7 separate regions of the Mus musculus genome follow, and all the other regions are linked to region 5. The links are chromatin contacts, called in public HiCAR-type, HiChIP or PLAC-seq and promoter capture Hi-C maps. All regions are on one chromosome and are shown on one strand. Each heading gives the region's core, a stretch centred on a gene start, on an enhancer-like site or on the middle of the called end of the contact. The rest is flanking DNA. Distances are from core to core; before and after follow the strand shown.

What was found. Promoter capture Hi-C pulls out the DNA fragments that hold promoters and counts their contacts. HiCAR-type assays count read pairs that join an accessible place to other places. HiChIP or PLAC-seq counts read pairs in DNA pulled down with a chosen protein or histone mark. Capture Hi-C pulls out chosen DNA fragments and counts their contacts.
Region 1: a contact with region 5 is called in a HiCAR-type map of astrocytes, with 9 times the contacts expected there. The contact joins the enhancer-like site here to the promoter of Ccng1 in region 5. A contact is called at or near these places in 4 of 39 promoter capture datasets (the C10 cell line, cranial neural crest, hippocampal neurons and 1 more) and 5 of 115 datasets of contacts at active chromatin or transcription factors (astrocytes, embryonic hindbrain, embryonic midbrain and 2 more).
Region 2: a promoter capture Hi-C map of stem cell-derived epiblast-like cells shows a contact between it and region 5, with 5 times the contacts expected there. The contact joins the promoter of Fabp6 here to the promoter of Ccng1 in region 5. A contact is called at or near these places in 7 of 39 promoter capture datasets (embryonic stem cells, frontonasal cranial neural crest, hippocampal neurons and 3 more) and 5 of 115 datasets of contacts at active chromatin or transcription factors (astrocytes, differentiating embryonic stem cells, embryonic forebrain and 2 more).
Region 3: a contact with region 5 is called in an H3K4me3 HiChIP or PLAC-seq map of forebrain, with 17 times the contacts expected there. The contact joins the enhancer-like site here to the promoter of Ccng1 in region 5. A contact is called at or near these places in 5 of 39 promoter capture datasets (the C10 cell line, cranial neural crest, hippocampal neurons and 2 more), 3 of 115 datasets of contacts at active chromatin or transcription factors (acute myeloid leukemia, embryonic stem cells and forebrain) and 1 of 9 other capture datasets (embryonic stem cells).
Region 4: a contact with region 5 is called in a promoter capture Hi-C map of hippocampal neurons, with 7 times the contacts expected there. The contact joins the enhancer-like site here to the promoter of Ccng1 in region 5. A contact is called at or near these places in 3 of 39 promoter capture datasets (cranial neural crest, embryonic stem cells and hippocampal neurons) and 2 of 115 datasets of contacts at active chromatin or transcription factors (extraembryonic endoderm stem cells and stem cell-derived neural progenitor cells).
Region 6: a contact with region 5 is called in an H3K27ac HiChIP or PLAC-seq map of embryonic stem cells, with 19 times the contacts expected there. The contact joins the promoter of Ttc1 here to the promoter of Ccng1 in region 5. A contact is called at or near these places in 11 of 39 promoter capture datasets (the 3T3-L1 cell line, 3T3-L1-derived adipocytes, cranial neural crest and 7 more), 5 of 115 datasets of contacts at active chromatin or transcription factors (acute myeloid leukemia, embryonic forebrain, embryonic stem cells and 2 more) and 1 of 9 other capture datasets (adipose tissue).
Region 7: a contact with region 5 is called in a promoter capture Hi-C map of liver, with 6 times the contacts expected there. The contact joins the promoter of Pwwp2a here to the promoter of Ccng1 in region 5. A contact is called at or near these places in 12 of 39 promoter capture datasets (the 3T3-L1 cell line, 3T3-L1-derived adipocytes, cranial neural crest and 8 more), 2 of 484 Hi-C or Micro-C datasets (Th1 cells and pre-B cells), 5 of 115 datasets of contacts at active chromatin or transcription factors (astrocytes, embryonic hindbrain, epiblast stem cells and 2 more) and 2 of 9 other capture datasets (adipose tissue and liver).

Annotation. Positions count from the first base shown.
Region 1 is chr11:43,546,613-43,550,792 of GRCm38.p6, reverse strand. The region is part of intron 2 of Ccnjl (cyclin J-like); the gene reads right to left. Among named protein-coding and RNA genes, the nearest start is that of Ccnjl, 20 kb to the right of the region's middle. Within about 2 kb of position 2,437, at least 102 of the 459 cell types and tissues checked have an H3K27ac peak or open chromatin away from gene starts, as enhancers often do. A contact at or near this core is called in astrocytes, where this site is marked.
Region 2 is chr11:43,599,926-43,604,181 of GRCm38.p6, reverse strand. It overlaps Fabp6 (fatty acid binding protein 6), which reads left to right and starts at 2,620. Exons shown (of 4, transcript NM_008375.2): 1 at 2,620-2,737. The coding sequence starts at 2,671.
Region 3 is chr11:43,568,106-43,572,287 of GRCm38.p6, reverse strand. The region is part of intron 3 of Ccnjl (cyclin J-like); the gene reads right to left. Among named protein-coding and RNA genes, the nearest start is that of Fabp6, 31 kb to the left of the region's middle. Within about 2 kb of position 1,632, at least 72 of the 459 cell types and tissues checked have an H3K27ac peak or open chromatin away from gene starts, as enhancers often do. A contact at or near this core is called in acute myeloid leukemia and forebrain, where this site is marked.
Region 4 is chr11:43,632,939-43,637,217 of GRCm38.p6, reverse strand. No RefSeq gene overlaps it. Among named protein-coding and RNA genes, the nearest start is that of Fabp6, 34 kb to the right of the region's middle. Within about 2 kb of position 2,942, at least 117 of the 459 cell types and tissues checked have an H3K27ac peak or open chromatin away from gene starts, as enhancers often do. A contact at or near this core is called in embryonic stem cells, extraembryonic endoderm stem cells and hippocampal neurons, where this site is marked.
Region 5 is chr11:40,753,431-40,757,644 of GRCm38.p6, reverse strand. It overlaps Ccng1 (cyclin G1), which reads left to right and starts at 2,359. Exons shown (of 6, transcript NM_009831.2): 1 at 2,359-2,644; 2 at 3,577-3,837. The coding sequence starts at 3,577.
Region 6 is chr11:43,745,783-43,749,745 of GRCm38.p6, reverse strand. Ttc1 (tetratricopeptide repeat domain 1) reads left to right here and starts at 1,738. Exons shown (of 8, transcript NM_133795.2): 1 at 1,738-1,824.
Region 7 is chr11:43,680,592-43,684,560 of GRCm38.p6, reverse strand. Pwwp2a (PWWP domain containing 2A) reads right to left here and starts at 2,563. Exons shown (of 2, transcript NM_027557.1): 1 at 1,945-2,563. The coding sequence starts at 2,468. Gm34963 (a long non-coding RNA gene) reads left to right here and starts at 2,497. Exons shown (of 2, transcript XR_388594.3): 1 at 2,497-2,726.

The sequences.
Region 1 (4,180 bases), core at 1,188-3,687, 2.8 Mb before region 5:
AAGAATTTGCCTGTGAAGATGGAGAAATAGAAGGTTGCTTAGTAGTACCTGCCAAGCATAGGTAGCATAATATGGTTAAAAGATCCAGGCAGTCTATTAATCCAAACACTCAGGAGGCAGAGGCAGAGACAGAGGCAGAAGCAGAGGTAGAGGCAGTTGGATCTCTGTGAGTTTGAGGGCAGCCTGGTCTACAGTGTGAGTTCTAGGACAGCCTGGGCTACACAGAGAAATCCTAACAAGGCTGACTCTGACTCTGCTGCCTCCCTTTGGATCCCTTTCCCCAAGTCCTGCCTTGTCTGGCCTAAGTGGGAGAGGATGCAACTAGTCCTCCTGCGACTTGTTGTGCCAGGGTGGGTTGGTATCCGAGGAAGGGGTTTCCCTTCTCAGAGGAGAAGGGGAAAGGAAATGGGGAGGGGTATGAGTGTGGGACTGGGAGAAGAGGAGGGAGTGGGGACTGCAGTCAGCATGTAAAGTAAGCAAATAAATAAATTAGGAAGAAAAAGAGCCAGGCAGGCTGCATTTAGGTAAAGCGGACTGAGAAGGTGGGTAGGGTACCAGCTTTGTAGGATCTAAGAAATCTGTCTTGTCCTGAGAAAATGAGGAGCCATAGAAAGGTTTAGAGTAGGGTTTCTACCTGCCTGAGAAGCCTTCCCTAAGATCTCTGCACCAGCCCAGACCTGGGCTCAAGCCAGACAGGCAGGAGCAGAGATTGCCCTGGCCTTGTAGCCTCCTGAGCATCCCTCCCAGCCTTCAGCATCTGCCTGGGTATTTCCTCTAAGGACGGAGTTCTAAATTCAGCCCACGCAGTTGGTCAGGCTGCAGCTGCCGTATTAGCCTTTGCCAAGTGACCTTTGCCCTGACCATGCTACCCTGGTCAGGGCAGCGCAGCCACAAGGCACAAGTTCGATAGGCGAGGCCCTGGCTTCCCTCCCTCACAACTCAAAGCAGCCAAGCTCAGCACCTTCCAGTTCCCTCCCTCTTGCCAAGTAAGAAAAAAAGACTCCCGGAGTGAGCGAGCGAGTGAGCGAGGGAGTGCCCTGCGTGTCCTCTCACAGGAAGGCTCTTTTACTCAGGGCAGCTTCTGGATAGGAAAGCACAGAGAAAGATGCAGGAAAAGGTAACAGGTGGCAGAGCATGCCAAGGAGCAGGCGAGGGGAGAGCTTCTTAGCAAAGACTATGTGCAGGCCGACAAGATCCTGACAACCACAACTGTCCCTGGGTCGTTTTCCCTGCTTCATCTTGACTCCTGGGGAGACTCTCCTGACTTCTATTGTACCAAGTGGGGTTCTCATTTCTTTCGACCCTCCCATTCTGCTTATTCCTTTTCCTTGTCCCCCACCCTCTTTTGGAGAAGTGTATTTATGTAGCTCATCTTGGGCCCCCACTCAAGATGTGGTTAGAGGTGACCTTGAACTCCTGATCCTCCTCCTTCTACCTTCCAAGTGCTGGGATCACAAGTGTGTGCAACCACGCACTTATGTGACGCTAGGGATCCTGTATGCTAGGCAAGCACATGACCCACTGACCTACATTCCCGGTGTTTGTTCATCATGGCTGAAATTCTGCTTACTTATGTGTCTTCCCACTGAAAGGCAGACTCCAGAGAGCCAAGGCCAGATGCTACATATACAGTTTGCCCCACACCCAATTTAATGGCGGACACACAAGCAGGTGCTGGAAAATGTATGTTGAGCAAAAAAGAACGGCTGTCTTTCTTTTGTTTTCAAAAACTCCCTGATGTGTGGTAGCAGCTCCAACGAAGCTGTGAAGTCAGCTTTGGCTGGGAAATTCAGTTCTACTATTTACTCACTTTGGGTAGGAATTTCTGACGTTTAGTGACCTTGTCTGAGAAATACGGGTCATGTTGCTGTAAATGTAACGTATTTGGCACACACCAGTCATCCAAGTGAGAATGGAGAATGGTCCTTCCCGGGAACTGAGTAATCAAACTGCAGATAAGCAGGGGTTTATCTGAGGCCCAGAGCTTAGCGGAAGGCTAGAGTGCTTTCAAAGTAAAGGAAACTTACTTTGCGTAACATGGAACAAAGTTTTCTACCTTGGGGTGTGTGGACAGCTGGGACTAAGGAGGCCTCTGGTGAAAAGGACAACTGCCTATTAGCCTGCTCTGCAGGGTCCCCAAACCAAATAGAATTAGTCATGTTGAACCTGGGCTTCTTTCTATGCCCCCACCCCAGAAAAGGGTGCTACTTTGTCATAGGAACAGCAGTTCAGGGCTTGCAGCTTGCTTGCCCTGTTTAACTTTGGAAGTCCAGCTGATTACATGGCTAACCCAATTAGCGGGGGAGAGGCGCTCATTACGGGGCTTTGCCCTAAGGGTCCACATTCTTCATTCCCCAAGCACTCTTGACCTAAGCCTTCCAGGGCCGCAGCAGCTTGAGTACAGGAAGCAGGCCTCCCTGGCGAGTGGCCTGGATTTCAGGGACAAAGGAGCAGCCTGCCCAGGGCGGCTTGCAAAGCTCTCTCAAGATCAGACAGGCGCTTGGCAGGCATCAACCACCAGCTTGGCAGGGTGGGCTGCAGGAAGGCTGCCAGGCAGAGTGACCTTCCTCTCAGCACCAAGGTTGCAGGAGGGAGGAGACAACAGGGACAAATTGGAAGGGGCTTCCTGAGGATCCCAACTCCCCAGATGTTGGCCCCTTATCACCTGAGCCAGGCAGGAGTGCCTTCTGTCCCAGGTGCATGTAGGGATGGGCAGATGGAGTCCAGGGACAGATGGCCATGGTCATCAGAATTCAAGGAGATGCACCTTATAAAAGCCTGCTCTTGTTATCAGGGCAGTTTTTTCCTTGTTTGTTTGTGATTTGTTGTTGTTGTTTGTTTGTTTTGTTTTTTTAATATTTACCATTGACTAAAAAAAATTTTTTTTTCTATGACACACCAAAACGCTCACAGAGCTTATCTGGGCAGGGGCTGAAGTAGGCCAATATTTTGCATGGGTTTGCCTTCAAACTTTTCAACATTGTCTGAATTAAAAAAAAAATCAAAATATAATTTTATAATTCAATTACCAGATTTCAAGCTCAAAAAAAAAAAAAAAAAAGAAAAGGTGTGGAGGGAACCAGGTCTCTCCTTTATTGAAGCCAAACTCAAAGGTTCTCTCCCCTGCCCCTTCAATCAGTTCTTTATTTGTGAAGCTGCCCTGCTCAGTGAGCAACCCATTGCACCCTTCTACAGTGTGCACAGCAGCCAGTGTCTTAGTTAAGTTTTATGTTCAAGGATGAAGTTTAAGTCGTATTTGTTCTATGTGTATGCAGGGGTTTGCCTCCATGAGTTTATGTGCACCATTTCTGTGCAGTGCCCTTGGAAACCAGAGAGGGCGTAAAATGCCCTGGAACTGGAGTAAAAGGCAGCTGAAGGCCACCCAATGTGAATGCTGGGCACTGAACCTGGGTCCTCTTCAAGCTCAGCAAGTATTCTTAAGCACTGAGTCATCTCTCCAGCTTTTCACTGGAATACCCAAATGATGCTTGATTTCTGATTCAGAGAAATTCACAGCAAAACACAGTGAATCCCCTAAGTTTTCTTCATGCAACTCTCAGGACAGAGGATCGCACAACAGCTTCCTGTTCATGAGGGCTCCTTGAACATTTGCAATGGCTGCATAGCATTTCGTGGCAATGTTGTGTGGTAAGCCCTGATTTTAGAAAGTCTGGACTGCTTCTCTTCCTTCAGCCCTTCTCCGTTCTGCCACTGCTCTTTAGAGAGACCTACCCCAACCTCTGTCCCATATGACGGCATCTCAGGAGTTTCTCACAACCAGCAGGTATTTCAAACAAAGTGTTAGTCATTGAATTCCCTCCATCTCATGAAATGCAGCCATCCACTGTCCAGCCAGTAAGGGCTAATGAACACCTATTGAACCGGTGAAGGCATGTGTGGCTAAATGAATGGAATGTCTGGGGGGAAATCCTTCCTGTGCCTTTGGCCTTTTGTGTTCCCTTTTCCCCTCAGGCTCCCTTAGCTATCCCGCATCCTTCTCTGGGTAGCCAATGTAGGGGTGTTACTGCCCAAAGAGGGACACCTCCCTGCTATGACGTGGGAGCAGCATTTCTGAGACAGGAAGGGGAGATGGTGATGTCAAGTCAGGCTGGATGGCTTTAGAGCCACTGCTCCTGGGGCCAGTGAGAAAGCTAGGTCCGAAGGTAGAAATGCTTGCCAC
Region 2 (4,256 bases), core at 1,371-3,870, 2.8 Mb before region 5:
CTATTTGCTACCTCACAAACTCGTTTCGGAGAGTCAATAAGATCAGCCACAAATGCCCAATACCTGTTAGCTATTACTGTCAGTGTTATTTTGTCATTGTTATTATTCTGTAGGGGAAATTCTCATATGGATATGGGAGGTAATTTGTTACCTTGTTCTGATTGTGTGACACACACACACACACACACACACACACACACACACACACGTACACACACGTCATAGCACATGTCTGCAAAACGGCAGTGTTGCTGGAATTCATTCTTTCTTTTTATCATGTGGGGCCTGGGGATTGAACTCAGGCCGTCAGGCTTGGTGGTGAGTGCCTTAACCTTATGAGCCATCTTGCTGATGACCCTGTTTTATGATTTTTTTAAATTAATCAATTATTATTTTTTGAGACATTGTCTCACTCTATAGCACCAGCTATCCTGGAATTCTGGGTAACCTCCTGCCTCAGTCTTCTAAGCTCTGAGATTACAGGCATATACCACAATGCCCTTCTAGATATTAATATTTTAAATATGAGACTATTTTTTTGTGTGGTGTAGTGGCATACACCTTTAACCTCACACCTGGGAGTCAGAGATAAGCAGGTCTCTTTGAGTACAAGCCCAGCCTGCTCTACACAGTGCACACCTTGCCTCAGACTGTTTGATCCAGGAACAGCATGCTCAGAAATCCATCCCTTTCGTCTTCTCATATTTGTCGTACCAAACAATAGGGGCGGGCTGGGAGATGGCGCAGAGGTTGAGAGCACTGATTGCTCTTCCAGGGGTCCCGAGTTCAATTCCCAGCAACCACATGGTGGCTCACAACCATCTGTATTGAGATCTGGCACCCTCTTCTAACATGCAGGCATATATTCAGACAGAACACTGTGTATATAATAAATTCATAAATCTTAAAAAAAATAATGGGGGCTTTCCTATGCACTTCATTCTGATTGGTCCTTCCCTCCTCCCCTGAACTCTCTTCTCATCCTCCTTGTCCTCCTCCCCATGGTACCCTTTGCCCCCAATATTTGCCCTTTTTATGCTTCTCTGTCGTCTTTCCTACCCTCTCCCTTGGAGTCTTTTTCTTCCTAGTCATATGAGCCCCTTTCTTGCTTACGAATCCATCCTTAGCAGCTAGTCCTAACTAATCACCTGACATATATACAGAGGTACGAATAATATTACTTACTGTGACAGAAGAGGATTGAAAACAATCCAAAGATCTCAATAGAAAGTAAATTATACACAGAACAGAATGTGATTGATTGATTGATTGGTTGGTTGGTTGGTTGACTGTGGTGCTGGAGATAGACCATTCCCAAGCTAGGCAAGCTTTCTAGCATGGAGCTAGTTAAAATTATAAAAACATCAAATGTTGGCCTGTGCCTATAGCCCCACATTTCGGGAGGGTAAGGCAGAGGATCAGGAGATTCAGGTCATCCTAGACTACGTGAGGAGTTTGAGGCCTGTCTGGGCTACCTGAAACTCTGTCTTGAATGAGAAAAGCAAGCAAACAAGCAAGGCATAAAGGAACGTGGAAAACCTCCTGTCGGGAAAAGGAATTCTAGGATTGGAGACTAAAGACTGCTATGTGTGCGTCAAAGTTGACTTTTCATCAGGTCAGGAGGCAGTGAGTCAGGGGGCTGGCTCAGTAGAGAAAGGTACTTGGTGCCAGGCTACACACACACACACACACACCATGGTACACGTGTAAACACATAAGAGAGACAGACAGACAGACAGACAGACAGACAGACAGAGAGAGAGAGAGAGAGAGAGAGAGAGAGAGAGAGAGAATCGACTATCCCCTGGTCCCAGGTAGGGAGTCAGCCAGTGTGGTCAATTCTGCTTTGAATAGAAATGATGGGATTTCACAGAGAGAAGACCCCAGAACAGGAGAGGGTTTTTTTTGTTTGTTTGTTTGTTTTTGTTTTTTGTTTTTTGTTTTTTTTTTTCTTGCTTGCTTGCTTGCTTGCTTGCTTTTGGTTTGTTCCTGATACAGGATCTTGCTCTGTGACCCATTCTTTCCTTGGCATTATGACAAACCTTCTTCAGCCTCCCAAGTACCAGGATTATCGGTGTCGTCCACAGTGCCCAGGCGAAACTTTGTCATTAACAGTAGTAATGGTGAAGATGCTGACGAGGGATTTTGCATTGCTTCTTTAAGTGACCCAGAAGCCACCCCACACCCCAAAGACTGGAACCCCATGTGTAAAGTGGCACATAAGACATCTAGCTTACAAACTTCACTTGTGTGCCTTGGGTCAGGGTTGGCCTGGGGGCTCCCTGGGAAAGGCTCATGCCTTGTTCTTCTGGATTGCCATATACAGTTCAGTGCACAGAGCTTGGTAAATGAAGGCTGAGGAGAGCTTAGGGATGGGCAGAGAGGGGCTGAGCAGAGAGGTGAATGACCACACTCTGTGGCCGTCCTGGCCTTGGCCTTACTGGGACTGGTAGTGGGATTGTAGGTGTTTTTCCTTAAGGTGAATAACCTTGGGGCTCCTGCCCACGTCATAAAATATCAAGCAACTCCCTGCTAGGGCAGGACTGAGAAGTGGGGTGACTTTGGGGCTGAGCCTTGGCAGTTGGGAGTGTTTATAAGCTGGGACTCCAGACTCCTCAGGACCAACCTTCTTCCTTAGCTGCTCGCTGCTGCCAGCTCTCTTCCAGCACCATGGCCTTCAGTGGCAAATATGAATTTGAGAGTGAGAAGAATTACGATGAGTTCATGAAGCGCCTGGGTGAGTGAGCTTCTTTGTGTCCCTTCCCTGGGACTGGCTGCTTATAGCTAGCTCTGGGATAGGAACCCAAACTCTTGGGGTAGAGTAGGACAGAACTCATCCATCCATCCTTCCATCCATCCATCCATCCTTCCATCCATCCATCCATCCATCCATCCATCCATCCATCCATCCACCCACCCAGACTTTTGCTGAGCAAACACTCTGTTCTGTCTCTAAAGATAATCAAAGCTGTAACACATCCTTTGATTTTTAAAAGACTTAGAGAATTTTAGTATCTCTAATTCATGTACGGAAAGTGTGAGTCTCAGACAAGTTTCATCAACATTAAAGGCCACATAGTAGTGACTGGTGAAGTGGAGATCTGATGTTTATTCGTTCAAATGTTTGTTATTGTTGTTGTTATTAGAAGCAGGGTCTCATGCAGTCTAAGCTGGCCTCAAAATCACTATGTAGCTGAGGATGACGCTGAAATCTTGATTCCTTGGCTTCTCTCTCAGAGGGAGGGATTACAGGCATATGCATACCTTGTGTTATGTAGTGCTGGTGACCACACCTGGGCTTCACTCATGCTAGGCGAGCGTTTCGTCAATCGAGCCTTATCCCTAATCCTGCTCAAAGTTATTGAATGTCTGCTACATGCAAAGGCTGTCCCAATAATTGGGTTTTTTTTTTAATGTTTTTAAACGTGCCATCTCTCCAGCCCACTGTCCCAATATTCTTGATGAGCCACCTCAGAGTGATTTACCTAAGTCAGTGACAGAGGTCATTAACACCCAGAACCCTGTCATAAATGATGTCACTATATCCTGCTAGGGAGAGATGACCAAGGAGTTAATACAGAAACCATGTTTAACAAGACAATCCACATAGCTCACCAACAAACTTTCTTCTTCCCTTACTGTACTATTTCGGGTAGAGAAACCAGATTATTATTATTATTATTATTATTATTATTATTATCATTATTACTTGCCTTTTGACAGCAAAAGGTCTGTTTCGAGTTGACCTTTGACACTGGTCAGTTGCAAAGTGTCAAAGGGAAAGTGGATTTGATGGTCTTGTCAACCTTTCAGTGCACTAGCACTGAGGCCATGCAATTGTCAAGGATGAGATGTAGCTCTGGTGGGAGACAGTTTGCTTAGCATGCCTGAGGCCCTGTTTCAATCACCAGCACTGCATAAACTAGGCCTTGTAGTGAGTGCCTATAATCCCAGCATTCAGGAGACTGCGGAAGGAAGGCCAGAAATTCAAGGTCATCCACTGTCCAGGTCACTTGGGACTATCAAAAAAAAAAAAAAAAAAAAGGAAGGAAGAACAGTTCCAGTTTCATGAGACCCACGGGCATCCTCTTGTGGTGTTTGTCCTTTGTCCTTCTGCTGTGTCAGAGTGGCCCTGAAAGTGGAGCCCCGTCCCTCTGTCCTGTAAGGCCTTGTGGACAGGCTACTTTTTCTTCTGAGTCTTTATTTCTTTGGTGTGTGTCATAAGATTTATTTATCTTTTTATATCTGTTAGAGTT
Region 3 (4,182 bases), core at 383-2,882, 2.8 Mb before region 5:
TCTCTCTCTCTCTCTCTCTCTCTCTCTCTCTCTCTCTCTCTCTCTCTCTCCTCAGAGCAGAGAGATGTGATCATCAGGACCAGGACAACACAGCCAGCTTTATTGATGGCAGTGGACCCAGTGACCAGAGAGAGTTTCTGGAAGACACCCTCCCTTGAGGCTCAAGTTTCCTATGCCCACTTAGTTACCTTCGTGTGAATTTGAGCAGTTAAGCTGATGGCTCACAGGGCAGCGGAGAAGGCTCAAGGGACATCCCAGGGAATATACCAGACAAAGGAACCCCTGACACTCGGGGTGTGCCCGTCAGCGGTAGCAGCTGCTGCTGTATTATTTCCAGAATATGATATTTATTTTATTTTATTTTTTTGTACCAGGGAGTCCTGTCAGTTGGGCACAGATGAGCTGCTAGTGTGGTAGCTAATGTCAGAAGATATTTTCTTCTTAAAAGTAATAGAAATCGTTCCAACACAGGGCACCTTCAGCTTCATCCCACTGCGCAGGCTGTACTGGGTTGGGAGAGTGGAAGCTGCAGTCCCAGCCTCCTTCCTTATCTATGGCACCTTGAACTCGGCCAGTTGGTAATTACAATGCCCAGAGGATAGAACTGAGACAGAGAGCAGTGTTGGCTCTGAATCTTTCCCCAGATCTCATGTCTCCTCAGGGATGGGGTTGCTTCCATCCAGTGGTTAGCACACAAGACAGAGAGAGAATCTGTCCACCAAGCTGTCATTTATGGGAGGTGGATTCTTGGTTTTTTGCTGCGCCCCACTTGCTATGCAGTAGGCACTCTCCCTCTCTGCCCCCCAACCTGGCTACCCTGCATCCAAGAAGGATCAACCCTGGCTGCTCGCTTCACATCTGCTATGAAAACCACCAGAGAGCAGAGAGCAGCTTCTGGCCTAAGGATGGTACTCAGCAGATAGCTTTGTTTTGTTTTTGTTTGTTTGTTTGTTTTTCATAAATGAGCAAATGGTTTTAAAGTCTAGAACTTTCTATATCACAAGCATGAACCTCATATACATGGTCCCAAGGCAACCCACAGTTTTTGAGGATGACTGTGGGTGTAGGTTTCCCATAGGCCTGGGTGTGAGGCCAACTGCAGCCTCTTCCTGTCTAGTCACCACCCTGAGCTCCACAAACACTTTCCTCTTCCATTTCCCTTATGCTGATGAGCGATGGGATTCCAGGGCTTTTCTAGGGAAAACTGTGTGATCAACAGGAAGCTGCTCTTTCTATGAACAATAGAATTTAAATAAAAAGTGTGGCAGACTACCAAGATACATTCAGGTGAAGGTATCCTTCACCTGAAAACCACACAAAAACCACACACACACACACACACACACACACACACACACACACACACAGCCAACACCAGCCTTTTTGTTGTTAATGGTGGCAGTTAGGGAGGGTACTTCCTACTCTTTCCCCAAGGCAGGGAACAAGAAGTCTCTTTCCAGGAACTGGGACACAGATGGAGCAATATGGCTGAAAAGCTGATCAGACACTAGCCCAGAAACCACTTGAGGACATCATTCTGAAGACACTGTTCACCACATAGCATAGCACAGCAGTCAGGACACACTGAAGACATGCACACTACAAGACCTTAGAGCCTCAGCCAGGTCACTGCCATATACTCTGGGCTTAGTCTCAGCCTCTTGGGCCTATGCTTTCTGGCCCTGGCCTGTGACATGGGAATAATGAGATGAGTTGAGGTGGCATGCTGGGTTCGTGTACAGGGAATGGAGCTCTTTCTAGATCCTGCTTCATCCAGAATTTGCAGCATCCTCAGTTATAGGTACAAGGATGGATTTCTGGATATACCTTGATAAAGAGTCAGAGAGCCAGGGACAAAGAGAAAAAGGGCCCTCTACATCAGTGTTCTGTGCTCTGTGGGAAAGAAAGGCAGCTGTGACAGCCACAGAGCTTGGGGACCAGGCAGCCCCCAACCCCACTGTTCCTATGGGCCTGCTGCAGCTGGGTACAAGATCTCTGGTCTCTGGGAAGATGTTGAAACTAGGATCATCCTGGAGGGACAAACTTTCAGTACCACGGTCCTTGAGCTTTGGAGCTTTGAGCTCATCTGGCATGAAGGTGGACTTGAGACCCCTGCCTGGCTGGACTGCCTCCTCCCTTAATAACAAAGAGAAAGCTCCCTTCCTCTTCCTCATCTCTCTGAAGAGCAAAGGCACTCAGTCGATGGCTGTCTCCAGTGTGTGCTTACGGCAGGCAGGATAAATAATGCATGAATGGACCTACGGACGGACAGACGGACGGATGGGTGGAGGAATGAGAGCCAGCACACTTCCGATGGCCGGAATCAATTCCTGAGGCCCGTTTAGGGCGGAGCCGAGAGGCTGTGAGTATCTGTTTTCCTCAAGAGGAAATTGTGGAAATGCCTCCCAGGGTTGGTGGTGGCATCTGGCCAGTTGGGTCACACACAGGCTTCCCTTCTCACTGCGAGGACGTCGCTGCCTCAGGATGCAGAAATAGGAATGATGACTTCATAGGGTAGCCTGAGCCAATCCCTGGTTCCATTGTGTCCCACTTTATAAGTGACCTAAATAACTCTAGGGACTGAAATCCAGGATTATGCGATAGGAGACATTTGTCACATGCGTGGCTGGCACCAGGGCGAGGGTGGGGTAAGGGCTTTGTGTGGGAGAGCAGGGTCCTGGCATGAATCAAGCTCCTTTAGTGACTGCTGAGTATAACGCCCATTCCCACTCACACGGGCTGGGTCTGATGGGGCTTCTGGTACCGAACAACAGCAAACCAAGTTGCAGGGCCAAAGGTGTAGAAACCAGAGGCCCTGGATCTTTTGTTCCAACCTCTGCTGGGAGCAGAAACAAGGAACAAGAGAGGCAACACGGCCACTGCTATGAGTTACGGAGAGCCACTTCCTGACACAGGGACAGTCCTGAGGGCTGACACAATCTTTCAGTCAATGTGGGTCTTTGGCTCAGGAAGGGGAGGACTGGGGAGCCTGCACAACCTGTCTGCTGACCTGTGTCTTCCTGGTACCACCAAGCACAGAGGTGAATGGCAAAGGCTGCAGCTGTGAGCCCAGACCTACCAGGCCATTTCAAGTCACCTGCTTGGTCCCCCTTTCTTCTGTCCTTTTTAGAAAAGTTCCTGATGTCTTGAGCCTTGGTTTCTACCTCTGTTTAAGTAGGGAAATAGCGACTATCTCCTTAGGATTTGTTTGGGAATTAACTGAGTAACAATGTATAAAAATTAGAAAGCTTCACATAGCACATAAACTCTCAACAATCAGTAGTGATTCCATTTACCACACAAGGCTCACCTTCCACCTCCACATTCTGATGATGGAGGGAATATAGTGAAGCCTTAAGACACTTCTATTTTTTTTTATTGTTTTTTTTTTCTGTTTTTTAAATTTCCACAAGAAACAGAGCTCACTCTCCCACAGAGGAAAAACATCTTTAGCTCCTCAGAGGGTGAGGCACCGCTGAAGGGAACTGAGACTCCAGAAGTGGCAAAGTATAACTCTCATAGAAGATTCCAGGATATGAGCCTGCAGAGTCCAGGAATATCCTGGCAGGAACCTGCCTTTAACAAGTGCCCACAAGTCAGGAGATGTCAGATTTTCCTAGAAGAGTCCCAGAAACCCCACCATGTCTGGTGACAAAGAGGAGCCTTTTCCTGTCTAGACATCAAAATGCTTGTAATTAAAATTAAGACGTGAAAGGGGAGAGGCAACACATACTTCCTAAAGCCAATCTTAAAAACTCTGATGTTAACACAACAAATACAGCCGCAAGTCCTCCTCTCACCACCAGGGCGGCGTACTTCTCTTGAGAATGAAATGGTTTTTAGTGCAGACTACAACCCAGTAGTTGGTTAGTGTGGGGTGGGGGGAGGAAGGCGCAGCTGAAGGAGAAGCTGCTGTGACCAAGGCTCACCTCACCCTGAGGCTAAAAATGGAACTGTTACCCCATGAAGCTAAGCATCCCAAGAAGGCAGGGCATAGCTGTCATCTAGAAAACTCTCAGCATGGCTTTCCTGGAGAGCACAGGTATGTAATAAACAAGGACTTCTTTCAGGATGTCAGTAGGAAACAAGACGATTGGGCACAAGGGAGGGAGGGAGTAGCTTAGCGATATATTGAAAGCTTAGCATCAGGAGGCCCTGGGTTTGGTCCCAAGCCCTCAAAAC
Region 4 (4,279 bases), core at 1,693-4,192, 2.9 Mb before region 5:
TTAATCCCAGCACTTGAGAAGCAGAGGCAGGAGGATCTCTGTGAATCTGAGGACAGCCTGGTCTACAGAGCAAGTTCCAGGACAGCCAAAGCTACACAGAGGAACCCTGTTTCAAACAACCAAAAAATAAAAGAATAAAATAAATCAAGTAGACAAGCTTGTTTCTAAAGGGAGAGGGAACATGGAATTACCCTAGCAACTATTTCCTGGCTGAAGGACAGCAACTGAAGGCGTTGCTAAACGTCAGGAGATGGAGGCGGTGTGCCTAGCTCCCCGTGTCCTTCTATAGAGGCAATGAGCTCTCCTTTGCAGGGTCCACTCATTGCTGTGCACCCCCCTCCCCCACAGGCCTTCATGTGATACTGTTAAATAGCTAGGAAGCAGCTGCCACCTGCTGCCCTAGAAGCAGGCAGGATCTCACAGGTCATACTGCCAGCAGGCAAACCATCTAGGAGGTATGGGGTGTGGATCACCACTGCTTTTTAAAGTATGGTCTGGATGGCTCCAGGAGCCCTCCCTTCACACAGCATTCTGCTTCTAGGAATTCATCCCAGGGCCACAGATGATCTCTGTGCCTCCATCTCTGTGTTTCTCTCTGTGTGTCTGTGTCTCTGTCTTTGTCTCTCTCTCCTGGAGAAGGTTATTTGCTCCTGTGTACATGATGATGAGCAGAAACGGGGCTAAGGCCAATCAATAACTTACAGTGCTTTTGAACAGTGGATTGTAGTGTGCTCTTGTATGAAGCCCTGCTTGTGTACCAGGAAATAGGTTGATCTTTAAAATGAACTACTAATTGGCTTTTTTTGTTTTGGGACAGGGTCACCTGTAAGCATAGTCTAACTTCAAACCCGTTACGAATCTGAGGATGAATCTGAATTTCTGACCCTCCTACTTCCATCTTTGGAATGTTGGGATTATAGGCAGGTGCCAGCATGTCTGATGTTTGTTGTGGTGCTGCAGGTAAAAACCAGGGTTTTATACATGATAGATAAGAACTTGGTCAGTCCTAGATAAACTTTAACATTAAAACACTCAAGATTTAGTTTTTAAAGTGTGTGTGTGGGGGGGGGGGGGGTAGGTAGGTAGGTAGGTAAAAATACAATTTGCGAAAGTTGGTTCTCTTCTTCTATTTTGTGAATTGCAGAAATCAAACTTAGGCTGTCAGACGTGGCAGCAAGGCCAGAGAGCAGTATTTATTATGAATTCACTGGGGTGTGTGTTTGAGTGGTTCTGTTGTTTATTTGAAATCTTTTTTTCCTTTCTTCTCTCCCTCCTTCCCTTCTTGTCAACAGGGTCTTTCTATGAAGCCCAGGGTTCCCTAGAGCTTGCTTGTACCCAGTTCTTTCCTCAGCCTGGGGATTACAGGCATCCCACAGCACACCTGGCTCTGGGTTTGCCTGTGTGTTTTCATGGGTAGTTTTGCTCTTCAGACTATTTGGTGTCTGGATTCAGAGAGTGAGATCCAGGAGGCCCTGGATGCTACTGAACTAGAACCCTTGACTCTTGGGTTACATTGCAGAGAGCTGTGGCAAGGGCTGGACCTCAAATCCAAGGGAATCCATTGCTTCAATGTACTTGGGTTCTGGCGGCTGGAACAGGAGTTGAACAACCAGAGTACAGAGTATGGTTTGTGCTTCTATAGTTCTCGTGTCTCTGTGGTACTGGTGGGCATGTATTCTATCTAAAAAGCCATAGAGGACATAGGTTGGGTTTGCTGCTAGGGACTGGAATCAGGCCCTGGAGGAATCGGGTCGAAGGAAAACCTGACTTTTCAGTTTATATTCGTGCTGGAGTAGTTTTAAAACCTGGTGCCAAAAGTGTGTGTGTGTGTGTGTGTGTGTGAGAGAGAGAGAGAGAGAGAGAGAGAGAGAGGCAGCTCAGTGAAGAAAAGTATTACTTACCAACTCACCAGGCCTGAAAGCCTCAGTCCCATCCCTAGGCACCCATGGGAGAAGGTGAGAACACTCCTGTAAGCTGTCCTCTGACCTCCACATTGGCAACGCGGTGCCCAAGCCACACAATGCATAATTAATTAATTAAAAATAATTCAGGAGAGCCAGGCGTGGTGGCGCACGCCTTTAATCCCAGCACTCGGGAGGCAGAGGCAGGCGGATTTCTGAGTTCGAGGCCAGCCTGGTCTACAAAGTGAGTTCCAGGTCAGCCAGGACTACACAGAGAAACCCTGTCTCGGAAAAAAAAAAAAAAAATTCAGGAGCAGGCATTGATGTCCCTGTTGGATTTGAGCAGCTAGTTAGTCATTTAGACCAACGACGAAAGTGGAAATAACAATGTGGATTTCAAGGCTAGGTCATAGCAGGGCATCCAGTTACTTGATTCTTTTCTGTACTTGTTTTCTTTCATTCTTCTGTTATTGTTGTTGTTGGTTTGGTTTGGTTTGGTTTTGGTTTGGAGGCAGGGTTTCTCTGTGTAGCCCTGGCTGACCTGGAACTCGATCTGTAGACCAGACTGGCCTCAAACTCAGAGAGATCCTCCTGCCTCTGCCTCCTCAGTACTGGAGTTAAAAGTGTGCTCCATCACTACCCAGCATCAGAAAAACAATGGGGGGGGGTTGTGTTTTGAGACAGGGTTGCTCTGTGTAGCCCTGGCTGTCCTGGAACTCAGAAATCCGCCTGCCTCTGCCTCTGCCTCCCAAGTGCTGGGATTAAAGGCGTGCGGCACCACGCCCGGCAGAAAAACAGTTTTTAAGGGCAATCTATTTCAGTTTAAGGTTGGCAATTATTATTATTTTTTAATTGTTTAGATTAAAAAGCAAAACAAAATCCGAGGGCTGGACTAGAAAATCTCTGGGGAGCCTGAGTCCTACATCTTGACTTTCAGCAGAACGGTTGTGGGGGAGGGGCGACAGCACAAATTCCTCTCCCTAGAGGCTGGGATGGAAAGCAAACCAGGCACCGCGGCAGCTAGGCGGGGAGAAGCTCAGACTTTCCCAGGCGGTTCCTACGCGGAAGTGCTGGGGTGAGGGTGAGGGAAGCCAGGCCAAGGAGCCTGGTGTTAGAAGGAGCAGAGCCTGCAATAAATCACCTCCCTAACCTGCCTGCTTTCCTAGGCTGTCAGCTTGGTGGAGGGTGAGGGTGGGGGCGGGGCAGGGGTGTGCTGAAGCTGGCGGGGCACCAGAGGAGTCTACATTTCAATTGCAATAGGAAACCAACACCCTACACCTCTATTCCTCTGCCCCAGCCGCTTTTCCTTTTTCTCCTCCGTCCATCCTTTGCCCTGCCCTCCCCTTCTCTCTCTGTGGGCCCTCCTCAGCGGAGAGGGATCCACTCAGACATCAGGCCTGCAGTTCTGGTCCTCTCCGGCCTCCTTTACAGTGGGTTCGATTCCCTCCAGGGCTCCAGGCCATTCCATCTTCGGCACACATGTCTCATTCGGAGATCCAGCTTGGATGAGTGTAGCCCGATGATGGATGAGATAAGACATTAGGGCTGCCAGGCGAATGGCAGCTAGCCAGAGAGATAGGACTCTCACAAGATAGCAGAGCCACCCTGAAGAGAGCCTACAGCTACCAGGATACAATGTTCCTTGGGTGCTGCCCCCCCATCCCCACCCCATCGCCCATCCCCAGGCCTGGGCAGCTAGTGGTGCTGGAAGCACGGGGCAGAAAAGAAAGCCACAGACCCTCTGAATCCAGTACTTAGTGTACAGATCAGCTTTAGTGGGTGTTGTGCCTTTCCAAATGTCAAAAGCGGACACACACACCCTCCTCCCTACCCCCTGCCAGAAGATCCCATAGAGATGCTTGGATCGGGAAAGGTTGCTTATTCCAGCGGGCTACTCTGTGCAGGTGTGTATAATCGGCTCACTCATTCATTCATGCACACAATGTGGGAGTTCTCTATAGAGCTCAGCTGCCCACAGTAATGCCCATGTAGTCTTAGAGGAGCAGGCTGGTTTCAGTACAACCTTCCTAGCTGTGTGACCTTGACCAGGTCTACCCCTGCATAAATAGCAGCTCATCCCCTCAGGATTCTGTCAGGTGGCACAGGTAAATTGCTTAGAACAGAGCCCGACTTGTGAAAGATCGATGGATTCTTTCATCCACCCAAGAGCCCATACGTGTGTTTGTGTGTGTGGGGGGGGTGGGGGTGGGGTGCAGGGCTGCAATGTTTGAGGTTTGGGGGCCACAGCCAGGAACAAGTCAGAGGGGGTTCCTGGTCTTAGGTGGTTTATCCTCCAGGCGGAAGACTGGAGATAAGCAGACAATTGAATGAAGAACCAGGGAGATTCAGGTAAAGGGAGGAGACTGGAGACTGGAAGG
Region 5 (4,214 bases), core at 1,110-3,609:
CAGAACACACACACACACACACACACACACGCGACAGCAGAGGCCAGAAAGACAGCTCCAAAGTTTAGAGCACCCGGGTTGCAACTGCAGAGCTCTAACATTCTCCTCCCCATTTCCTAGGGCATTGCACAAACACCCATACATACACACAAATATATAAATAATTAAAAATGAAAGTAAAGTGTATTTTAATTGAAATAGAAAAGGAGAAATAAGCAAAGACTGCCTATTATATTTGTTTCTTAAACGTGTCAGTAAAATAATTTTCATATAAAGAATTGAGAATTAAAAAAGAAAACACAGGATCCTAAGAGAAAATATTTTTTAACACATAATGTACTGCCAACAAATTCTCAACAGGAATTTTAAACATAAGACGTAGAAGGTAACAAAAGTCATTTGAAAATTCTTATTAGCATTAACACTCTTTAAGCTTCCTTCAAAGTTAAGAAAACCGATAAAAGAATAAACAGAACCAACTATTTACATAAAGCACTTAAGAACACAGTTAATCATAAAAGGCTACCATTTACCACATGCTTCCCAGCACTTAATCTTCCCACTTATATAGGATTAAGACATTTCTCCTGCCTATTTTTGAGCAGCCAAGATAGAAACCCAAATTGAAAAAAAAAAAAAAATGGGAGGAGAGAGATGGCTCACTAGAGCATGTCTTAAGTTGGGATTTTATTGCTGTGAACAGACACAATCATCACAGCAGCTGTTATAAAGGAAAACATTTCACTGGGGCTGGCTTACAGTTTCAGAGGTTTAGTCCATTATTGTCATGGCAGGAAGCGTGGCAGGCAGACATGGTTCTGGAGAAGGAGCTGAGAGCTCTGCCTCTGGATTCACAGGCAGCAGGAAGAGCAAATGAGCCAGTAGGTCTGATTTTGAGCTTCAGAGATCTCAAAGCCAATTGCTACTGAAGCACTTTCTCCGACAAAGCCACACCTTCTAATAGTGCCACTCTCTATGAACTTATGGGGGCTATTTTTATTCACACCACCACAGAGCACTTATAAATTACTGGTTTTGTAGATTTACAGAACCAGGGATCCAAATGAATACTGTTCCTTGGTCAACTCACAGCTAACTGCCTGAAATGCCAGATCCAACATCTCTGGTCTCTGAGGGTAGCCACATTCCTGTGCCATACATTCCCCACTTCACCAACACCCCCAGATATAATTTTAAAATCTAAAACTTTTTTTTTAATTAAAGAGAAAAGGCCAGGCATGATGGTGCATGTTTTTAATCCCAGCACTAGGAGAGTCAGAGGCAGGTGGATCTCTAAGTTCAAGACCAGCCTAGTTTACATAGCTAAGGAGTTCCAGGACAGCTTGGACTACATAAAGACCCTGTCTCAAATAAAACATCACTTGTATCTAGTTAATGACCGTTATGGACGGCCAGCCGGCTTGGCTCTTTCTTATTTTCATGAGATGTACTGGAATGGACAAAATCCTGAACACCACCGTCACCACCCCAACTCCTCACCCTCACCCCCACTGCAGCCATGCGAGCTGAGAACCTACTCTCTGTGCATTGCTCCTGAGGACATGCCCTTCCCCGCTACCCCCGAAAGGAGTCCAGCAAGAGTTCAGGATAATTATTTTTCCGTTAACCTGGTAGAGAAGAGGCTTATAGAGATTAATTTTGTAAGAATAATGTTCCTTCACACCCTATTCTGAAGCCTGAGATTCGGCTCACTGCAGATGGGGTTTTCCAGGCACTGTTCTTTGCTGTTTTCTGCCAGACATATGGCATTTTAAGTCACTGATGATAGTATGAGGGTGCTACAAGAACAAATTCAGAAAATTAGCAGAGGACCAAGAAACTACATACTCTGACATCATTGTAACATCTGAGAAGTTTTGCAAGAAACAAAATAAGATAACGATGAACTGATTCCTAAAACTCAGAGAGAACACTCTAGAGAAGCCTATAGAGAACACTATAGAGAAGCCTACCATCTCATTATCTGTAAAGAGAACGAAAGCATTTTTTTTTTTTAACTTGCCATTGTGTTTTTAGAAAGAGGGGACTGAGCTGCAGTGAACAACAACAAAAGGAAAAAAGCAAAAACCAAAACAATGCAAAACAAAAACCCTCACAGTACATTCTGGTCCGCTACCCAGACCAATCTGGCTAATAGAGGCCAGACCTGCCCGGGCAAGCCTTGGCACTGAACACTCAGTTCCGCAGCTTAAGGAAGGACAGTTCGGAAATGCTCCAATGAGAGAGGCTGCGAGAGTCGGGCGTGGCTCGAAAGGGGAGGAGAATTGAAGTCTGGACAACGGGAAGTGTGCGCTGATTGGCCGAGCTTCCTCAGAGACCATCCATCAAAAGAACCACACCAATCAGCGACGTAGATGCGTCCCAGCTAGAGAGCCAGGTCTCCAGCTTGTTCCCCCACTGCCCGGCGCAGTCCTTCGCTGCGCGCTGACCCCGAGGAAGGCAGTACTTGGTCAGGGCGCTGAGGGACCCTCCACCGGGACGCCGGCCCCTCCCCGGGCCTCTGCTCACTTGACCCCCACTCCCTAGTCCGTCCCCTTAGTAGGCCTGTCGGATCGGGGACGTGGGGCGAGCTGAGAGCAGGCCCGGGGTGGGTGGTCACCGTGGTGAAGACGTGGCTGTCAAGGTGAGAGGGGACTATGGGGTGGATCTCAGAACCCTGCACTCCGGAACGCAAGCCCGGGCTAGTCTGCGCCTAGAGAGAGGCGCAGCGGGAGCGGTATTCCTATGTCATGCCTCCCAGTCCCAACCTGCACCCCTGAACTGAGTTAGTGGTTCCTCACCAAGACGACCTTCCTGTCACATCTTTAAACTGCCCAGGGAAGAATCGTCCTCTGTATCCAGGGCTTAGGTTGTGCCCAGGACTCAGAGGAAGTGTAATGCATACTTCCACCAATGCAACTCCCCAGCTTCACCTAACTTTTTCTTTTGGTTTTTAAATGGCGTTAGACTATTCGGAGCACTGAGTGCTAAGCACCGTGCCACACTGAGTCATATCGTGTGTTATTCACAGCCACTCCAAGAAACAGATGTTGTCACCCTCATTTCACAGGTGTAAAAATAAGCTCATTACCTGGAAATAAATGGGCACCTGTGTGCTAAGCGGTTTGTGTGACTCCTTTTAAGCTACCCAATCTATGAGCTATGAGATTGTAGGTAATAATCGTATTTCTACTTCATAGGTAAGGAACTAAGGTTCACGTTGTTAACATATATGGCAGAGTATGTACTATCATTTGACTTTTAGTTTGGGTGTATCATGTGGGGCAGTATCTATTTGTGGCATGTACTGACAATGAAGAAGTCTTTGCTTAAGTAGAGAAAAAAAATTTTTAAGCCATAGTTTATGTCCTATACAAACTCACAATTTAGGAATGTGACCTACTGGGAGAAGGTAAAAATACTTACAGACCTTGGCTTTGCAGTGTCTTCGTCTTAGACGTAATGGAAATGGGGTGGGGGGTGGAGGGGGCATGCACTATAAAGCACTTTTTGCCACAATGCAGAGATAGCCAGGCAGGGTTCTTATGCTCTTTTCTGGGTTTGTTCTATTTATAGATGATAGAAGTACTGACAACTGACTCTCAGAAACTGCTACACCAGCTGAACACCCTGTTGGAACAGGAGTCTAGATGTCAGCCAAAGGTCTGCGGCTTGAAACTAATTGAGTCGGCCCATGATAATGGCCTCAGAATGACTGCAAGATTACGGGACTTTGAAGTAAAAGATCTACTTAGTCTAACTCAGTTCTTTGGCTTTGACACGGAGACATTTTCCCTAGCTGTGAATTTACTGGACAGATTCTTGTCTAAAATGAAGGTATGTTTATGTTACAATATCTCAGCTCTTAATTTCGCTCCATGTGTTTAAGAGATCAAATTGCAGAGGGCTGGAGAAATGGCTCAGTAGCTAGGAGTGCATGTTGGTCTTCCAGAAAATCTAAATTAAGTTCCAACAGCTAGGTGGGCAGTTGAAATCTGAGGCCCTCTTCTAGCCTCCTCTGGCACATGCACAAATGTACCAAACACACTCACACACACATCAAATTAATAAAAAGGAAAAAAAGCCATCAAATTTCTGGATTAGGGCTGGTATACAAAAACCACTTTCAAATGTGGCAATGCTTCCTTTCCATAATGAAGACTTGTAAAACATCACTTATTAGTTGTATACTGAAGTAGAAAGTAATTTAACAT
Region 6 (3,963 bases), core at 489-2,988, 3.0 Mb before region 5:
TTAAGAAAAACTCCTGCTATTAGTTCATCTTTTCAAGTGAACCAAATTACATAAACAACTATGGAAAATAACACCAGAATCGTATACTTTTCATTTCTTTTGTTGAGTATTAGTATTTATCAGGAAAGGGAGAGATAGAGAGAGGTGGATAAAGGTGTGTGAATGACATATAGGTGTGGATGAGAAGACAACATTCAGGGGCTAGTTCTCTCCTTCTACCACATGTTCCTGGAGATCAGACTCTGGTCAGCAAGCTTGCTGGCAAGTGCCTTATTGTCACACTAAGTCATCTCTCATCTCCCTAGCCCCTCACAATCTCACAACCTTATTTGTCAGAAAATTACGAGTCAGAAATATGGCTCATGCTTCACTGGGTATGAGTATGTCTTGTTTTGTTTTGTTTTTCGAGACAGGGTTTCTCTGTTTAGCCCTGGCTGTCCTGGAACTCACTTTGTAGACCAGTCTGGCCTCGAACTCAGAAATCCCCCTGCCTCTGCCTCCCAAGTGCTGGGATTAAAGGCGTGCGCCACCACAGCCCAGCGGTATGGGTATGTCTTATGTTTCATTTCAGTGTTAAATCTTTTTTTTTTTTAATAATTCTGTATAGCTCCGGCTGTCCTCGAACTCACTCTTTAGACAAGGCTGGCCTCAACTCAGAAATCTGCCTGCCTCTGCCTCCCATGTGCTGGGATTAAAGGCAAGTGACACCACTGCCTAGCTTCTGTGTTAATTCTTAAAGTATCTACATTTAAAAACAAATAAATCAAAGGAACAGTATTTCTGTCTATGAAATTTTGTATAACTCTATGGAATTTTTTTAACTTTACTGTTATCTAATTAACTCTTCTGGTGTGCATGAGTGTTTGTTTACATGTATGCCTGTTTACCATGTGTGTGCCTGGTGGCCATGAAGTTCAGAAGAGGATCTTAAATGCCCTGGAACTGGAGTTAAAGTTGTGGTAAGCTGCTATGTGAGTACTGGGGATTGAACCCTGGTCCTCTGAAAGTGCAGTCATTGCTCTCAATTGCTAAGTCATGCTTCCTAGCCCCTTGTGGGAATTCATGACTGAGCCTAGGAGAGACTTAACCAGTCTTGATGAAAGGCTACTTTCCTTTCCGATGTCTTTTTAATTTTCTCCATCTTTGCTATCCTGTCACAAGAAGAATGGCATTGTTTCAATTTTTTGCAAATCTCTGATTTAATACAGGACAGGTGAAGGCCTGGAGGTCTAGCTCACAAATAGACGGACTTGCCTAACAGCTAGAATAATTCACCCCTTTTTGTATTCCTTCTGTTGCACTATATCAGAAGACAACCTCTGGAAAGCGCTGTACAGTCATGAGAAAATGAGTGGAAAAAGTGTGTAATATTTACTGTTTTGAAAACTGTTACTCTCCTAACAGAGCTCTTGAAAGGCACTTTGGAAACTACTGGAAAGAAATGTTTATTTAGGGACGAAGGATGTTTTCGGGTTCTTATGCACATTCCTAACATGAGGGACGCCAGAATAAAGACGTTTTTAAAGCCACAAGTAGTCGCGTTTGAAAAATTACTTTGTGCTAATTGGCAGGATTTGACATAACTCAAGATGACAGCTGAGGCTCATAGTACTGAGCCGTACAGTGACGTCACACAGCTACTTCCGCTCACTCTCTTCGAGTTGGCCACTACATTTCCCAGAATGCTTTGCCAGCAATGGCGCCATTGGCCAGCGCGGCCGGAAGTGCACCTGACTCAGGAGGAAGTAGAAGGACTCGGAGGCAGGAGCGGTGGAGAGAGGAGCTGGGAGGTTGTGAAGCCCATCGTGGGTCTCGCGGCGTTCGGTGAGGACTGTGGCCTGGGACAGGCGCGGGGTCGCGCGGGGAGGGGCTTTTCTAACCTTGACTCATAGCCGGGAGGGACGCGACACTCGAGTAAAAGCGAAGCCTGCGAGTCCTGACCCTCCCTTTTAACTTTTCCTTTTAACAGGCTAGGACGAATTCGGACTTTAACGCGACACTGGGTCATTGGCGTGGTTTTGCTGCGACCAGAGGGGTGGCAGGCACCGCAGAGGTTCTGACTCAGCTTCTAGAGCAGCAGTGGTTAATAGGATGAACGTAAAATCATCAGAGTCACTTTAAAAAAACAGAGATGCTCTGACCTGACTGCAGACCAATATTGTCAGGATCTGGGCAGCAGGGTTGCGCAGCGAGAGTTGAGAACCGGCTCTTCCAAGGCTGAGTTCTGAGTCCCTGGAGGATGCCTGTGAAAACATCTGCGCAAAGGCTCCCCTTCCAGAATTAGCTACCTAAGCTATACCGCTTGCATTTGCTTACGATGATAAGCACGATTTGGGCACAGATGCCATCTTGGGCTCCATAAGAAACTTATTCTTCGGCTCCCGGTGGCGATAGTGTCCCATTCGGACTTCATTGTTTCCTGTTGACAACTTGGTCATTTATTCTGAACAAAGATTAGAACTCTTTCTTTCTTTCTTTCTTTCTTTCTTTCTTTTTTTTTCCCCTGCAGCTGTTTTGGATTCTGTCTAATTTGTGCCATCCAGCAAGCTGCCGGACGTGGAAAAGTCACATTAAAATCAGTCTTTTCATTTAGGGTATGGATCGAGGGTGTGGTTCAGTTGTTTAAATGGCTTACATGTACCACAAAGTCTGAGATTCGGTCTCCAACACCAGTGGGAAGTGGGGATGTTAGTCTTGGTATAAGTCTGATACCATATTTGATCAGCAAGACTATCAGTTAAAATGATAATTGGCATTGAGTGTGAGTTTATTATACTCTAGTTTGGGGCTGGGGAGGGGCCTAATACAGGGTCTCATAGCCCAGGCTAGCCTCACATTTGCTGTGTAACCAAGGATGGCCTTGAACTTCTGATCTTTCTAACTACATCTCCCCAATGATGAGACTGCAGGAATGGGCCACCACAATTGGTGATATCCTGTTTTTAAAATGACTTCCTTGGACAGGCATGATCCATACTCCTTTAATCCAGCAATGGGGAGACAGAGGAGGGTGGATCTCTGAGATCAAGGCCAGCCTGATGAACAAAACAAGTTCCAGAACAGCCAGGGTCACACAGAGAAACCCTGTCTCAAAAAACAAAAACAAACAAACAAAAAAAAACAAGCCGGGCATGGTGGTGCACTCCTTTAATCTCAGCACTCAGGAGGCAGAGGCAGGCAGATTTCTGAGTTCGAGGCCAGCCTGGTCTACAAAGTGAGTTCCAGGATAGCCAGGGCTACACAGAGAAACCCTGTCTAGAAAACAAAACAAAACAAAAAAACCAATAATACTTATAAAACAAATAAATAAAAATAATGACTCCCCAGTCAAAGAAAGTCAAGCTGTGTTTGGCGGGGTTATATGTAGAAGTTTGTTTAGGTGTGAAAGACAGAAGGGTTTTTTTTTTCCATATTTTTTTTATTGGGTATTTATTTCATTTATTTCCAATGCTATCCCAAAAGTCCTCCACACGCTCCCCCACCCACTCCCCTACCCACCCACTCCCACTTCTTAGCCCTGGCGTTCCCCTGTACTGAGGCATATAAAGTTTGCACGACCAATGGGGCTCTCTTTCCACTGATGGCCGCCTAGGCCATCTTCTGATTCATATGCAGCTGGAGACAAGAGCTCCAGGGTACTGGTTAGTTCATATTGTTGTACCACCTATAGGATTGCAGATCCCTTCAGCTCCTTGAGTACTTTCTCTAGCTCCTCCATTGGGGGCCCTGTGATCCATCCAATAGCTGACTGTGAGCATCCACTTCTGTGTTTGCCAGGCCCTGGCATAGTCTCACAAGAGAGCCATATCTGGGTCCTTTCAGCAAAATCTTGCTAGTGTATGCAATGGTGTCAGCGTTTGGAAGCTGATTATGAGATGGATCCCCGGATATGGCAGTTTCTAGATGGTCCATCTTTTCGTCTCAGTTCCAAACTTTGTCTCTGTAACTCCTTCCATGGGTGTT
Region 7 (3,969 bases), core at 1,314-3,813, 2.9 Mb before region 5:
GATACAAGCTAATTTTAAAGTGTCTGTTGAATACAGTGTATCCATGACCTGAGTCGGGATAAATGCTCAGGACACTGTAGTCCCAGCTACTGGGGGTGCTGAGGCAGGAGAAAGGCTGAGACAAGAGGATCAGTTTGAGCCCAGGAGTTCAAAACAGCAAAACTAAGCAAGACTGCATGTCCTTTCAAAAGCTCTTCTGACAAAAAATAAATTATTATATACAAGAAGTGCTGTTAGCAAAATAGAGCAAAACTCAAAATGACAATTCTCTAAAACTGACAGAACGAGCACCTCAACATGAAAAATCACCATCCACTCTATTTCCAAACACTTACCTTTTTGCACCTTTCTTTTGCAGATTTGAAATTCAGATTCTCACAATCACTGGCCTCTTCTTCTGTTTGATTCAATAGCATACACATTAGAGTGTCTCTCTTGCTATTAAAAACATGAGTAGAAAGCAATCTATATTCAGCTTTCTAATTATGAAAATGAAAGCTACTAATGAAAGCACTAACCCAAAGACAGTCAACAAATAAATGAATAAGTAAAAGCAAGGACTCTGAAGACTAACAAAGTACACTGAGCAACTGAAGAGTTGTCCAACATAACACTCCCCACCCCACCCCCTGCCATATTCCAATGCAAATTTTAAGTAGCTGTTTCCAGGTAGGAACAAATTCCTGTAACTTTACAGGAGGTCAAGGAATTTGAGAGTAAAGCATAAGCCGGGATATGGATATGATGGGAATGCTTATCATATCAGTACTTGGGAGAGGCTGAGGCAAGAGGATTGCAAGCTCAAGGCAAGCATGGACAACTTAACTAACCCACACCATGTCTCAAAAGTCAAAGAAACTCTGGAGGAAGCTGGGGGTGTGTAGCTAGATGGCAGGATGCTTGCCTAGCATGCAGAGGCTCTAGGCTCAATCTCCAGTACAGAGAAAAAAGAAGAGAAGAGAAATACATAAACACATCAAACACACAGAGCCATTTCCAAACAGGTGAGACACCAGAGTGTGTGTGCTGTTGCAGGAAACAGAATGGAGAGCCATGAATGGGAGTCTCTGCACTTCCTATCTGCAAAAGAAGAGAATAAAAAGGTTAACTCTAGACTGAAAGCAGATTACCTTCTTTACCTGTTTAAAGCAGTGCCCAGAACATTTTAAATCAAAAGGTGAAAATATACTGGATAAGACAGAGGTTTGTAGGTGAACTCAACCTTCTAGTCAAAACAAATTTAACTGTAAACATCGTCTCGGAAATCTTTTGAGACTCAATCTCTATCACTGCCAAAGAAAAAGTCATGCGAACATTCCTTTGTAAACCCACCACTTGGGTAGTAAATGTTCAAAAGACAGGGGACCTATCCCGTCTCCAATATTTCTTTAAGCTATAAGTAAAATTAGCAAAAGGTACCTCCTTATTAAAGAGTGATCCTCCGAGAAACTATTTCCAGCAGTTCTTAATAACAGTTAAAAAAGGGTTCATTAACTCTAGGCTCTTCCTCTTTTAACAACTGACAGGTAACCTTTTGGGAAGCCCAAAGCACACACCCCTTTCTTCAGCCCCGCTAAAGTTAAAGGTTGATTTGAGGACAGGGAGATGCCTCCGCAGCACCTCTTCCCCCCCCCCCCCCCCCACAGCACCCGTTTCTCTAGGGGATCCATCTGCATTTTGCATTAACCCATCTGCCCCAGTGCGCAAGCCAGAGGGTCGCAGGGGGCTGGGGATGCGGAGGCGGGGTGTGCCAGCCATCTGCACCCGCGCGCGTCCCCAGCTGCACACCTGGGGCCGGGGCCGCGCGCGTCGGCCCCACGCGGAGCGCGCCCCACGCGGAGAGCGGCGCGGCGCGCAGGACCCGAGGGCGGGGCGGGAGCAGCTCGGGTTCGCGCTCTCCCTCGCGGCGGAGCGGACAGCTTGCAGTTGGGGGGCCGACGGTACCTTTTGGATAGGTCCATGAGGACCCCGGAGAAGAGCTTCTCCCCGAGGCGGAACGACACGACGAGCGCGTCCTCGATGATGTGGTCCAGCGTGACCCGCACCTCCGAGCCGGGGATGAGGTGCGACACCGCCGAGTCCCCGCCCGCCGGCGGCACGAGCGCCGGAGCTGGTGGCGGCCGCGGCGCGTCCTCGGGCTGCTCGGGGGCGGCCGGAGGCTGCTCGGGCGGCGAGACCGGGACAGCCGCGGGCTCGGGCGGCTTCGCCTCCTCAGCCTCGGAGCTATCGGCCAGCTCCCCCGGCGGCGGCGGCGGCGGCGGTGGCGGCAGCGGCTGCTCGTCGGCCTGAGGGGCGGACTGGCGCCCGTCGGCCTCGCCGTCCGGCACCGCCGCCTCCGTGGCCGTGACCGGGAGGGGGGTGCCGGCTTCGCTGCCGGGAATGGGCTCTAGCTCCGGCTCGGCCTCGCCGGCGCCCCCTTCCCCGGGGGACGCCGCGGTCGCCGCCGCCTCAGCAGCCACGGCCGCCATTTTCTCGCTGGTTTCTCCCTCCTCCTACTCGGGCTGCGGCGGCGGCGGCGGCAGCGCGGCTGGGATCCCGAGGCCTTCCCCTCCCTCCCGCTAACACTCTCGTCCCGCCCTTTCCCTGATGCTCGTGATTGGCACCGCGCCATTGGCTCCGCCTTCCACCCCCTTCCGCACTTCTGTCAACCCATTGGTCAGAAGGAGCCGTCTGTCGCGGGCTGAGTCCCGCCCCCTCCCTCAGAGTAGGAACTTCCCATTGGTCAGGTGAGTTGTCAAGTGGAGAATCTAAAAGGAGTTTGAGGGGCGGGCTGAAGGATGGCAAAAGCGGCGCCCTGTGCTTACAGCCTGTATCTATTGGTTAGTAGGGGAAATACCGCTTTAGGATTGGTTTATGCCCCTGCCCTTACTCGGCCCGTTCTTCGGAGGTGGGAGAAGGGAAGAAAACGCGAGTCGTGCCAGTTCTTTCAAAGACTCCCCAAGGGGGGAATAGCGGGAGAATGCAGAAAGGGAACCACTTCCCAAGAATCTTTGCGCAGAGATCCTTAGAATAAATGTTATTTCTAGGCTTGGATTTGCTTGTGGCCAAGTGTGGGCACAACAGGCTTCTGTTGGGAAAGATAACTAAAGTTCCGAAAATAATCCTGAGACACTTTTTGGGTGCCTATTCACTAGTCAGATTACGAGGTGCTGGAAACAGGGCGATGTACAAGACATTCTCCATGACCACATGACAGGAGCTCCCGCATACACACAAGCGGTGTTTTCCTTGGTTTCACTCTTTAAAATATAAAGGACTAAACTCTAGGAACCTGCTAATTTCAAAAAAGGAAAATTCTAACGAGAAGACAGACAACTGGCATGCTAAATTGACTGTAGTCCTTAGATCCACGGAAAGAGTTCACTATTGAAGCCTTTTCTTTCCTTACCCTCTTCCTTGCCGTGTGCAGAAAGAAAGAAAGAAAGAAAGAAAGAAAGAAAGGAAGGAAGGAAGGAAGGAAGGAAGAAAGAAAGAAAGAAAGAAAGAAAGAAAGAAAGAAAGAAAGAAAGAAAGAAAGAAATCTAGGCATAGTTGCCGGTGGGGCAGCTCTTGGGAGGCACAGGCAGAAATGGCAAAATTCTAGTCCAGACTTAATACAGTTTCAGGATAGACTCAACTGCAAACTGAGATCCCATCCCAAGAAAGAAAAGATGAGGGCTAGGGGAGCCCTCCAGTGTCCTAAGGTCCTTGTTTTTGTGGTTTGGGTTTTTGTTTTGAAACAGCGTCTCCCTATGTACTTCTGGCTTGCCTGGAACTCACAGAGATCGGCCTCCTTCTCTCTGCCTCCCAAGTGTTGCGTTTAAAGACCAATTCTATTTGAAATCTGTTAAGTCTAGAAGGAGCCACTGTACTCATTTCTTGCAGATTGTTCCTCAGTCAGTCCTTTCTAATAGGAGCAATCAGAGGCACTGAAAACACCTACAAAAGAGAAAGAAGATATTTACCAACGTGGAGGGAAGAATGAAATGT